Linked DNA regions of Mus musculus: region 1 is linked to region 2. Evidence: chromatin contacts called from public promoter capture Hi-C data. All regions are on one chromosome and are shown on one strand. The core of a region is the stretch at or near the end of the contact, and the rest is flanking DNA. Distances in the headings are between cores, read along the strand shown. Region 1 holds the start of Bicd1 (BICD cargo adaptor 1). Region 2 overlaps Tmtc1 (transmembrane and tetratricopeptide repeat containing 1).

What was found. Promoter capture Hi-C pulls out the DNA fragments that hold promoters and counts their contacts.
Region 1: a promoter capture Hi-C map of pre-B cells shows a contact between it and region 2, with 2.8 times the contacts expected there. The contact joins the promoter of Bicd1 here to the enhancer-like site in region 2. A contact is called at or near these places in 5 of 39 promoter capture datasets (the 3T3-L1 cell line, embryonic stem cells, liver and 1 more).

What each region holds. Positions count from the first base shown.
Region 1 is chr6:149,407,505-149,413,869 of GRCm38.p6, forward strand. It overlaps Bicd1 (BICD cargo adaptor 1), which reads left to right and starts at 1,480. Exons shown (of 9, transcript NM_009753.4): 1 at 1,480-2,137. The coding sequence starts at 1,925.
Region 2 is chr6:148,255,701-148,262,532 of GRCm38.p6, forward strand. All of the region lies in intron 13 of Tmtc1 (transmembrane and tetratricopeptide repeat containing 1), which reads right to left. All of the region lies in intron 1 of Gm52483 (a long non-coding RNA gene), which reads left to right. Among named protein-coding and RNA genes, the nearest start is that of Gm52483, 13 kb to the left of the region's middle. Within about 2 kb of position 4,756, at least 25 of the 459 cell types and tissues checked have an H3K27ac peak or open chromatin away from gene starts, as enhancers often do. A contact at or near this core is called in pre-B cells, where this site is marked.

The DNA.
Region 1 (6,365 bases), core at 230-2,729, 1.1 Mb after region 2:
TACCTTCTAAGAGAAATTGCAGACTCATTTCCTTTACTGAAGAATCCATGTAGTAAGGCCTATATAGAACTATCTGGAAGAAATACAGTGCCCGATATTTCAACCTTCCTAATGCTGTGACCCTTTAATTCAGTACCTCACATTGTGGTGACCCCCAACCATTAAATTATTTTTGTTGCTACTTGATAACTGCATTTTTTCTACTGTTATGACTTGTAATGTAAATGTCTGATATGAGACCTTTGTGAAAGGATTGTTCAAGCCCTGAAGGGGTTTCTACCCACAGGTTGAGAACCACTGGCCTAGAGACTTACTGAGCACCTGCAGATGTTATACAACAATTTCCTCCCAGATAGAACAGTTCATCTTAACAGAATTTCAATATACAGGATGTTCTAAAGAGAAGTAAAACATTCCATCCTTCTAGGAAGCTCTTAAACCCAGGAAGTAAACAACTCAAAGGCTTCCGTAAATTCATGAAACTAATGAGATTCACTCCTTCCCCAAGGATATATAATCAGGAAAGCAGGCCGAGAGTTGGGACAGACATGCTTAGCTACCTAGGAGAGACACAAATCACCAGAGCTATGTGAAACAGACAGTCTCCAACCTACTGAGCTGCTTTCAAGTTGTGTAGTATGGTTCAGGTTTTCCAGTGTCTATGATCTGTCACCCCTGGGGTGGGCTTTTGGTGATGTAGATATTTTTGAGTCATTTCTGTTTCTGTAAATAACCCCTCACTTATATTCCTTTAAATATTATTTCAATAAAACCCGTTGGTTCATCAAGTTGGACTGTGGTGGTAGCCTTACTGGGGTGAATAGATATTTGTTCACATCTCTCCAGTAATTACGTTATGCAGTAAGGTAGTATGATGAACTAAGTGCACAGAGGCTTAGGTTGGGGGACAGCAAAGTTCTCTGGTAGAGTGTTAGGTGGACTAGACCAAATTAGACAGAGTCTGAGAAAGGAGGAAGGACTCCCAAGGTACATCTATCAAGCTTTGGAAAAGCAGCATTCTTGAAAGCACTAGCTCTGTTTGTTTTCTGTGGGCTCACTGCACTCCAGTAGGCTTCGAATTCCCACCTCAGAAAACTTAGCCCGTTGGAGGCCTTCTTAGTGTTCTGATCTTTCAGACACCAATCACCCTTTCCAACACCCTTGCCCTTTCTTCAGCTGCCCTGGCTTCCTCAGTCTAGCATCTCTTCTCAGATGCAGTCCTCTTCCATCCCCCAGCCTCCTTAGCCTCCACTTCTCTTTAAGACACCCATTTTCCTCAGCCTTCATTCCGCCTCAGCGCGGTTCCCCCTCCTCAGCCCTCCGTAGTCTCCCATCATTCCTCAGCTAGTTCTGGGTCCCTCTGCCCTCATCCCTCTTCAGCAGTCGGCTGTGCTGCGCTGCGAGGCTCGGTGGGGTTTTGGATTTGCTCCTCCCCTTCCCTACCTCCCTGCATTCTGAGTGGCTGAGAGGAAGAGGACCAGTTGGAGTCCGCATCTGTGTGCACTGGCTGCCGCAGGGCCCAGCAAGCAGGTGGAGCTCAGCCTCCCACGGAGCATTGGGCGGTGGACCGCAGTGACGCGGCCTGAGACATGGCGGCCACGCGCCTCTGAGGCCGCAGAACCGGAGTCTCTTGCTGCGCGAGTTGCCCCTTGGCCATGCAGCTTGGCTGCTGACTGCCCCGGCGCGTGGCCCGGAGGATCCCGGCTGCGGTCATCACCTTGCAGTCTCCATGCTGCAGGGTATATTCCTCCCATATTCCATGTATTCCTCCTCAGTGCTTCCGGCCGTGTAGCCGCAGCTGCCGGCCGGGCCTCAGGGCGCTCTACCTATTATTCATCAGGCACTTTTCTTTTCCATTTTTATTTTCATTCCTATTTGCTTCTCCTTTTCCCTTCTGCTTTGCGTCTATCTCCGCCACCCCGCTATGGCCGCAGAGGAGGCGCTGAAGACGGTAGACCAATATAAGACTGAAATAGAGAGACTGACCAAGGAGCTCACAGAAACGACCCATGAGAAGATCCAGGCTGCAGAGTATGGGCTGGTGGTGCTGGAGGAGAAACTGACTCTCAAGCAACAGTATGACGAGCTGGAGGCCGAGTATGACGGCCTCAAACAAGAGCTGGAGCAGCTCAGAGAGGTGAGCAACCCGTCTCCTATTTCCCTCTCCAGGTTTGGCATTTCTCAGTGCCAGTCATCACTGTAAAGAAGTCAGAAGGGATATGGCCAGAAGGACTTCATCTTAGAGCCCTTTGTTGATAAGAGAATATTGAAAGAGTCCATTGTTTTCACCAATAGAAAAATTACCCAAGAAATGAATGCATAAGCTGGAATGGGAAGCTCTTTATTATGTGGGGGAGGGAGAGTCACAAGAAGTCTTCAGGCATCCGTGCTGGCAGGTAACATTGAATTGGGTTGAAATGCATAAATCAAACTTCTCAAACTGCTGTTATTTCAAACCCAGATATCAATGACCATAATCCATCCAATTGATGAGGTTTGTGCCTGAGGACCTACAATTTCAGGATGGTAGAATTTGGTACTTCAGTCGTCTGCTGAGTAATTGCTCCTTGGTGAAATAGGAACTAGTTATTAGGACTCACCAGTCCCGTTTGACGTTGGCTTTAGTCCTTGTCATGGGGCTGTAGGAGCAAAACAACTTTGCTGGGTGGTTTTGCTGCCCTTAATTTCACCTCTGTGCAAGGCTGGGCTATGCTTATGTCTTATAGAAGGCACCCTGAGACTGAGGAAAATCAAAATCATCTCCATATGGTGAGACATGAGAAAGAAATGTAAAATATATGGATATCTATGCCTTGCCTATCAAATATGGCCCTTCAGGTTGAAATTACTGTATTTATAAAATCAGAATATCACCAATGTTCTGTGAATAACATTTCCCCCCCTATTTTTATATTTCCTTCTTCTAAGGGTAATGTACTGAAATGTCCAACCAAATATTCATAAGGATTATACATACTATTTAAGACACTGGAAATAGCAAGCAGTCGTGTATAAATGTTAGTATACATAAACACAGATTTTCTGTGTGACAAGTCTTTATTTTTAGGTGCATACTAACATTTTAAATGTTAGGCATATCATACATAAATAGAAATACTTTTCTTATAATCTAAGCTTATTTTAGGGAAAGGGGAGGCCCAGTTTTGTATTGTCACAGTTAAAAAAACATGAGTATGACATTCTAATCAACTCACCTAACTTATAAATAATACATATTTAAACCTTTAATTATGCTATTTTATTTAGATGCTTAAATACCAAAATATGTAAATAGATATAGTTGAAAACAATAGATAGAGATATAATTTTTATATACCGGGCTATAAATTCTAGTTCATGCTTTTCTTGCTATATTCATATCTGGATTTAATGGTATCTGTACTTATATTTTCTAAATATGTCTTAGATTATGTCTTAGACTGACATGTTTTAGATGCTAAATCTTAGGAAGTAAGGAAATAGATGATTATTGTAATTCTCAGAGATGTTTCCATGATGTCTTTATTTATTGACTGTGCTTTGCCAAGGTGGAGAAATGCAAACCAATGTTATGTCATCACTTTCTTGATAAAAGAGGTGGACTTATTTGATGATATAAAATATGATTGTTAATAGACCTTTCTTCTTGAGCTAAACAACACTTTCAGGGATATTTATGTGTTGTTGTACTTAACACACTAAACCTTAATACAGTTGCCTTTTGTCTTTAGTAAACAATACTTAAAATAATGAGTTTGCCTTTTATTTATTTAAAGTTGATAGATAAAATTGTATGTATTTATTATGTGCAGAATTATGTTTTGCAGTGTACATATGTTATGCCTTTTTGGGCATTATATTGCTTCATATAATTATCTTTTTTGTGATAACTCAACATTCATTCTGTATTTTTAAAGAGTAAATATATTGGCATTATAATCATCATGGTGCACAGTGAATTTCTTAAACTTATTCTTCTTATCTAACTGTAATAATGACCTTTTCATCAATATCTCTTCTTTCAAGCAATCAACACTTCTAGTAACTATCACTTACATCTCTGATTCCTTATATGAATGAGATAATGAAATGTTTGTTTCCTGTGCCTGGCTTATTTTAAAATAATACAAAGTCTTAACACAGAGCTTAGCACATAATAAAAATAAAAATAAATATTTTATAAAATAAATTTATATTAGAAGAATTTACACCTTTATCAAGTGTTCAGAAGTCAATATTGCTTAGTGTTAGAGAAAGACTGAGAAAATTGAAGAGTGTAGAAAGTGACCACTGTTTTAGTCTCATTGTCAGTCAAGGGAAAAGGGGGAAATGTTTTATAAGAATGATGAAAGTTCTTAACAAAATAATACAAATGCCAATTATATTTTTTAAAATAAAAGATTTAAGAAATTTTGTTCTATATAGCAAGAAAAAATATAAGGAGTTTTTCTTTTTATCAAATGACACTTGCTATTACACATATTTTGACTTACATTTAGCATAAAGATAACTCAAAGCTGGGCAGTGGTGGTGCATGCCTTTAATCCCAGTTTAATCTGAGTTCAAGGCGAGCCTGGTCTACAGAATGAGTTCCAGGACAGCCAGGGCTACACAGAGAAACCCTGTCTCAGGAAAAAAAAAAAAAAAAAAAAAAAAAAAGAAAAGGAAAGAAAAAAGAAAGAAAGAAAACGCAAATGACAAATCCTAGTAAACAGGATTTTAGCTATATAGAAGTGTATTTTAAGGTAGTAAAAATAGTTATATGCTATTATTAGATAATAATACTTATTTTATCTTTTAAATATGTTTTATTTTCGTTGAGATTATTACTTAAATGAATTGAGTCATGTTTTGAATTAAATACAAAACAACAGTGTAAAACAATGTAATCTAATGATGATGTCACATACAAGCCATTTAGTGTGTGTGTGTGTGTGTGTGTGTGTGTAGGTCAGAGGACACTCAAATGTTATTCCTTAGACTACTTGTCTTTTGAGATAGTATCTCTTACTGGCCTGAAACTTGCTGAGTATGCTAAGTTAGCTGGTCAGTGAACTCTAGGGACCCACCTGTATCTGCCTCCCCAGTGCTGAGGTTACAAGTGTGTACTGCCATGCTATGCTTTTTAAAGCATTGAATTTAGGTCCTAATGCTTGTACAATAGATTTTTTTTTAAACCAAATAAGCCTTTTCTCAACCCTGGAAGTCATTGCTTTAAAATATTCTGGGGAGAAGGGACAGATGGCTCAGAGGGTAAGGGGTTTTGTTGCCAGGCTTGATGAGTTCCATTACTCTCCCTCCACCCTGTTTCTACATGGTAGAGAAAGAGAGCCCACTCTTGTAAGTTGTTTCCCTATCTCACATGAGTGGTACATACATGCACACGCACGCACACACACACACACACACACACACACACACACACACACACACACACACATTATTAAAATGTAATTAAAATTTTCATAGTAACAGAAAGTAAATTAGGACAACAACATAGTACATGTTCTTCTATGTGTTCTCCCTTCTGACTACCATTACCATTGCTCCTTTGGTAAATACTCTTTGTACTACTTTAAATGTCTTTGAACATATGAATCTATATGTAGGATTTTCTTTTTATTCTTTATTTTTATAAAGTCAGTTGTGAAGAATATGGTACTATTTAGGGAGGATTGATAAGGTGGCTCAAGTTCTGTCCTGATAGTTTGGAAGGTTGTCAGAAAGGAAAAATGAGTAGTTGTGTATGGAAGACTGTAATTTGCTTTGATGACCCTAAAGCAGCCTTGTGTGTTGATATGAAGGGAATAGATGGATAGTTCTGTTGGTGAATTATTGGTGATTTTGCTTCCTTGTCTCATTGGCTGATGATGGGAATATGTGCATCAGCATAATGCCTGGCTGGTTTCCACAGTCCTGCAGTGTGACCACATCCTGCCCACTCTAGATCTTGGTGTGAAGCCAGGATGATTCAGGCAGTTGGACATTATTAGTACACTACTCCTTATTTCTTCTCTGACAGTTGACATATATTATAAATATGACTGCTATGAACATAGTGGAGCATGTGTCCTTATTACATGTTGGAGCATCTTCTGGGTATATGCCTAGTATCTTATAAGCACTTCAGATCTTGTACAGCATCTCATAAGATAGGGAGAAAAGAGTAGAAACATGAATCTGCCAGCAAGTATCTTAGTCATTAAAATGGAGAGAAAAGAAAGGATGGCTATTGGTGCCTTTTCCTCCTGGAATCTAGTCACTTTGGCTATAAAACCCAGTAACTGAATAATCTTAAAATATTTACTGTAATATACCTGGCCCGCTGTGTTTTACCTGGTTTGTTTATTTGTCTATCTACTTTT
Region 2 (6,832 bases), core at 3,506-6,005:
TTGTAACTTTAGAGATTGTCTCTAGGATTGCACTGCCTACCCCAGAGACACAGCTTTTCTAGTCTGTGTGTTGAAACCCATCAGCAAGAGGCTTTAAGACTGTGCATGGCCTTGCCTTTAGTGACCATTGCACTCCCAGACTCCTGGGCTCACACAGGCCTATTTGTCAGTCCTATTTACTATTCTATGCTCTCAAGGACTTCCTGGACCTTTATCACTGTTCCCAGTCTGTCAAAGCTGAGGACTTAACTGTAGGCATGGGTAGAGCCTGAAAGCTTATAAAGTATCCTTACAAGAGAGGGTTTCCCAGTGGAACTCTACAGCAGCATTCTTTGTCTGATCAATTGTTCCTGGCTTGGTGAGATATCTGTTTAATCTTCATATTAGCACAATAGTATAATAAATGTTTATGTGAATAAGCCAAACATATTAAACCAACCATATTCAAAAGGCATCCAATTGCCAAGTGCCTCACGGCCCATATGCCATGCTCTCTGCAAACTTAAAAATAAATGTACATCCTTTCACACAGCTTTCGGAAACTTGACTGCACATGGGAGATTTTATTCTGTCATTGCTTCCAGTGTGACACTAGTCCTCAACCACAATCAGCATGTGTGTAGGCTGTGTGTGTGGCAGATCGTAGCTCTGCTCAGGGAGAGTGTGCAGGCTGACTGAGGTTTAAGAATATCACTTCCATATTTTCTGGGGTTTGAAAGTCTAAGATGCTGTTAGAGGTAACAGTGGAAAGGGGTTGCTTCAAAGTCTGTCAAGTCCAAGGGTTTTCCTCAACTCCTGTTTGCTACATTGTGTATCAGAAACCTTGTTTTATCCCAAAAGAATTTCAGAGGTTAAGATAAGATGTGTAGACTCAGAGAAGGGAGGGGCCCTGAGTTCAGCCCAACAGCTGTCCTATCTCTTGTGTGAAAACCAATTGCCTTAAGGGTAGAAGAACCCTTCAGACTTTTCAGTGAGATTCTAGGATCCTAAAGCATTTCACAATAACCTTCCCTCTAGAGTAGGAAAGCAGCTAAAGGAAGTGCATTTTGTCAGAAAAGATGAAGGTCTTCTGTGTAATTTGTATTCACAGCGGTTGAGCTCCAACTGTAAGAAATTCAATAATTTTTTATATCAGTTTGCTATGTTTCCACAGAAAATAACTTAATCAGGAAATCATTTCAAATATCCTATCTGAAACTCCTGAAATTCAGCTAAGGAAAAAAAAATATGTATATATATACACATACACACACACACACACACACACACACACACACACACATATATATGTTATCCTTTAGAAAATTTTGCCTGAAAAAATGCCTTTGTTTCATTGAACAATCAAACAACAAATGGCCACTTGGTTAAGGTCTGCCTACTGTGTTAGTGATGTGATGGTCCTGGGTCCTAATATGAATGTCAAGGTCAGTGAACATCTGGACCACTTTAAAGTGGTATCTTTAACTGAACTCAGAGTTCATCAATTTAGAAAACGAAAACAGCAGAAACTTTGGAATATCCACTAAAGACCATTACTTTTCACAGTATTAACACACAAATGGTTTATCTGTATATAAACAATGACACTAATTAGAGTGGAGCCAGACAGCAGTAGGGATATATCCAAGACCATGCTTTCCCTAAAGAAATCTGTCATTAGAGGAAGATAAGTCTGAAACACTAAAAATCAATGTTTTGTTTTAATATTTTTAATGTGATGTGGTGTAGGTGTGTATGTATATGTGTGTGTGCATGTGTGTTCACACTTGCATGAACTCATGTGTAAGTACATGCATTTGTGGTATACATGCATGTGTGTGTGTGTGTGTACATTTGTTAAGGGCATGGATAGGGGGGCTTGAGGTTGACAGTGAGAGTCTTCCTTGATAGTGCCCCACTTTATGTATTAAGGAAGTTTTTCTCAACTGAACCCGACCTGAGAATCCCCTGTCTCTGCTTCCCAAGTGCTGGGATTACTGGTAGGAATCATGCCTACTTCACTTTTTATGTGGAGTCTGTGGATCTGAATTCCAGTCTTTAAGTTTTCTCAGCAAGCACCTTCCCTACTCAGCTATCTTCCTGGCCCACATGGTTTAGATTTCATTTCAGGATAGTAACCCAAGAAATGAAAATACACGACATATATAAACATGATACAATTTGTATGCTGATGTCATGGCTTGAGGGTGAAATGTCTCTTTCAGGCCATTTGGTTCCCAGCTGTGTTGCTGGTTTGCAAACAGAATCTCTAGGATGTGGGTTCTAGGTAGAGGAAGTGGGTCACTGGAAGCAAATCTTGAGATTTATAGCTGGGCCTCCTTCCTGTCTGCTTTCTGGACCAGTGAGATGTGAATAGACAGTGGTCAAATATTCCCACCACAGAACCACCTGCCATCATGACTTTTCCTCCATGACAAACTGTACCAACAAATGGTGAGCAGATAACCCCCTCCTCCCTGAGCTGCGTTTGTGGGGTTCATGTTCACAGCAACAGGCAAAATGCTAAACACAGAGATCTCTGGAAATATAATTCAACGCAGAATGGAAAAGTGAACAAGGTTTGGACAGGAATTGGAAACTGAATTGTTTTATAAGGAAGAAGGGATTTAGAAAGAAAGAAAAGATGATCCTGAAAAAGGTGAAGTGTATAAAGAGGTATCAGTTCATCAAGAGATCCCAAGACAACACTTGGGTATCACTTGTAGATATAACTGAACATTGCTTGAAGTTGTGGTGTTTTTTCTTTAAGAGCAGTAATTCAGTGTCTACTGCCTGCTTAGGGAGCTGGAAGAAAAGATCTGAGCTGGAAACTATTTGTACAATCAACACACACACCTCATTGTTGATAATGAAATCAAGGCAGGAACATGAACTGAATATGAATTAAGAAAAAGGCAAATGTAGAGGTAAGAACAGCACAAGAGAGAAGCAGACAGTGCAGTCCAGATGGCCACCAGTTGAGGTGAGATGAAAAGGGGAGACAGAATTGACCTTCCTAGAAAATACAAGATCTTCATGTACCAGATTAAGAAGAAAATAAAAACTAAATGTAATTTAGGAGAAACATGCAGTCTTTCCAAGACTGAAGCACAGATCTCCCACTCTCAAGATCTGCCACGTCATAAAAACTCAATGAATGGAGTAAGAGATGATTGCTATGACCTCACAGCTGCTTCTCACACTAGACCCCAGGGTAGGGCAGGGCAGGGCAGGGCAGGGCAGGGCAGGGCATCACAATAAGGCACAACTCAATGAGAGGACTGAAGTGGGGACTGCACACTCTCCAAGTTTATTTACTCACACATCTGGAATCTACTAACTGCATACAGCCTGGCAGGTGTGAGACTACTACAATAATTACAATAAATGCCCTTACAGAGTCAAACATTCTGGAGGTGGATGAAAGAGCATTAGCCCACCGAGCTATGTTAGATAACATAAAGCTGTAGGAAATAAATACACAGGAGGACAAAGTGATGGGAGACATGACAGAAAGTAGACAAAGGGTCAACACGGTACTGTGTAGGCGGCGACTGCACGGCAGGAGGGAAGACGGATCTGGGTAGAGATGTGTGGTGGTTGAAGAAAATGCCTGCACAATGAGGTGCCTGACATACCTAGGTCAGAGGCAGAGGCAGGGTGTGTCTCTCTGAGAGATGAAGGGGTCAGGGTGAAGAGAAAACGTGATCCCGGGGGATGCAGGCTGTCTTTTCCCTGTGAGCCAAAAGTTGTCAAGGACTGAAAGCATACATCATGGAGGATCACCTTAATTAATTAAACACTGTAAAAAGTCAACATTCAAGGAAGTCATCTATTCCAGATAGGCTTTCTGACTACAGCCTATCTACACTGTTTAGAGAACACCGTGCCTCTCTATCTGCAGGTGCAACAAACCTCAGATCAAAAATAGTCAAGAAAGAGGCTGAGAACACGGTTCAGGGGTAAGCCTTATAAGCTTATATGTACGTCTTGTGTGCCTGAATCTGAATCTCTAGTTTCACACATGGACATGTGTGTCTAACCTCAGTGATCTGGGCAAAGACAGGCAGACCCCAGAAACTCACCAGCTAGCCAGTGTATCCAAGAGAGTAAACTTTGGTCCAGTGAGGGACGCTGACTCAAAAGAATAAGGCAGAAGGCAAAAGAGAAAGGTATTAGATATCTTTTTTTTTCTGGTACACATACACACACAAATAACACTCAGAAAATACTATGCCTATACTGAAGTTTCTTTTGTTTAGTCCCTAATTAATAAAGTATAGCAGCTATTTCTATAGCTAGTGTACACTGCACTAAGTTTAAGTAATTTAATGATGTGCGTAGGAGCTGTTTATCTATGATGTCATTTTATATCTGGGACCCACAAATCCACAGATGTTTATGTCTGAGGAACGGTCTAGAAATGGCTGTATTAAAACACAGTTTGTAACTTCTGTCAGTTGAATATTTATAGACTATTCTAATTTTGCTACTGGTTGGAACTTATAAAATGTTTAAAATGCAAATTGTAGCCTCAGTAACCAATGTGTGGGCCAAACCATTCCTTATGTTTAGCTAGCAGCTGCTCCAAGGCATCTCTCAGTTTGACTTTTAAAAGAGGACTGGCAATTGATTGACAGCAGAACCTACAGCTATCAGGGTCACTTTCATGTGTCAACAAAAGCAGAGCATCCGTTTATATAAGATAACTCATGTGCATTCCCCAGGGCAAGGGGCAGACAAACACAGCACACCCTGAAAATTGGTTTCAAGTCATTCAGACAAGTGAAAAGGAGACAGGGATTCAGAGCACAACTGCTCATGCCAGAGATGGTCTCCTGGGGGCCTGCCTTGCCATCTGTTCTTCCCTAGCAGGTTTTAAGATACAAAATCATCATAGCACAAGTAAACAGTAATAAAAACATGGAATGTGAGACCACACAGGAGTTCATTCTGGAAGGAATGCCAAAGCTCTGGCTAGAAAACCCCTGAACAAAAGGGAGCACTCGCTCCCCCACCCCCACTGCCTCTCAGAAGCAAGCAACATAGGAAGAGCAGAGCAGACTGGAGCTCACAAAGGGTTGAAGGTTAGCATATTTCTCTGTAATTTTTTAATTAAAAAGTTTTTAGAAACAATAGCAAATGTCATATATTATTCTTGACATACTTTGTCTCCAAATGACAGCAGACACATCACGGACAATAGTATCCTTCTGCCTTTGACGCCCCTCTCCTTGTACAGTGAGAAAATTGGGCTTCTAGTGTTGATCAAGAACAAACTGAGATTATACCTAGAGTTTGACAGGAGCTGCCAATTATTAGTTATGACAATTCTATAAAAACCTGTGATTAGAATTGTGTTTGCAGCCTTTGTCGTGCTGCCGCTCCCTAACGCCAGCCGCCTCTAGCTTGCCAAGCTCCAGAAGAAGGGGGTGGGGGTAAGTAAGGAGGTGTCCATAACAAGGTTCATACAAAGCAGACTGCCCACAAATCCACCCATGGTAAAGCACCCAGGAAACAACTGGCTACAAAAGCTGCTCACAAGAGTGCACCCTCTACTGGAGGGGTGAAGAAACCTCATAGTTACAGGCCTGGTTCTGTGGCACTCTGAAATCAGACTCTATCAGAAGTCCACTGAACTTCTGACTCACAAGCTCCCCTTTCAGCTTCTGGTGCAAGAAATTGCTCAGGACTTCAAAACAGATCTGTGCTTCCAGAGTGCAGCTATTGGTGCTTTGCAGGAGGCAAGTGATGCCTATCTGGTTGGTCTTTTTGAAGATACCAGCCTGTGGGTGGGCTATCCATGCCAAACGTGTAACAATTATGCCAAAAGATATCCAGCTAGCATACCGCATACACGAAGAACATGCTTAAGAGTCCACTATGAGGTGAAACATTTCATTCTCAAAAAATTTTTTTAATATCTCTTAATATCAATGGACTCAATTCCCCAATAAAAAGATATAGACTAACAGACTGGTCATGAAAACAGGACCCAACATTTTGCTGCATACAGGAAACCCACCTCAGTGACAAAGACAGACACTACCTCAGAGTAAAAGGCTGGAAAACAATTTTCCAAGCAAATGGTCCCAAGAAAAAAGCTGGAGTAGCCACTCTGATATCGAACAAAATCGACTTTCTACCTAAAGTTATCAAAAAAGATAAGGAGGGACATTTCATACGTATCAAAGGTAAAATTTACCAAGAGGAACTCTCAGTTCTGAACATCTATGTGCCAAATGCAAGGACATCCACATTCATTAAAGAAACTTTAGTAAAGCTCAAAGCACACATTGCACTGCACACAATAATAGTGGGAGACTTCAACACCCCACTCTCATCAATGGACAGATCCTGGAAACAGAAACTAAACAGAGACACAGTGAAACTAGCAGAAGTTATGGAACAAATTAATTTAACTGATACTATAGAACATTTTATCCTAAAACAAAAGGATATACCTTTTTCTCAGCACCTCATAGTACGTTCTACAAAATTGACCATATAATTGGTCACAAAACAGGCCTCATCAGATACAAAAATATTGAAATAATCCCATGCATCCTATCAGATCACCATGGACTAAGGATGATCTTCAATAACAACATAAATAATAGAAAACCCACATACACGTGGAAGCTGAACAACACTCTACTCAATGATAACTCGGTCAGGAAGAAATAAAGAAATTAAAGACTTTTTAGAGTTTAATGACAATGAAGCCACAACATATCCAAACTTATGGGACACAATGAAAGTCCTAAGAGGAAAACACATAGCTCTGAGTGCCTCCAAAAAGAATCTGGAGAGAGCATACACTAGCAGCTTTACAGCACATCTAAAAGCTCTA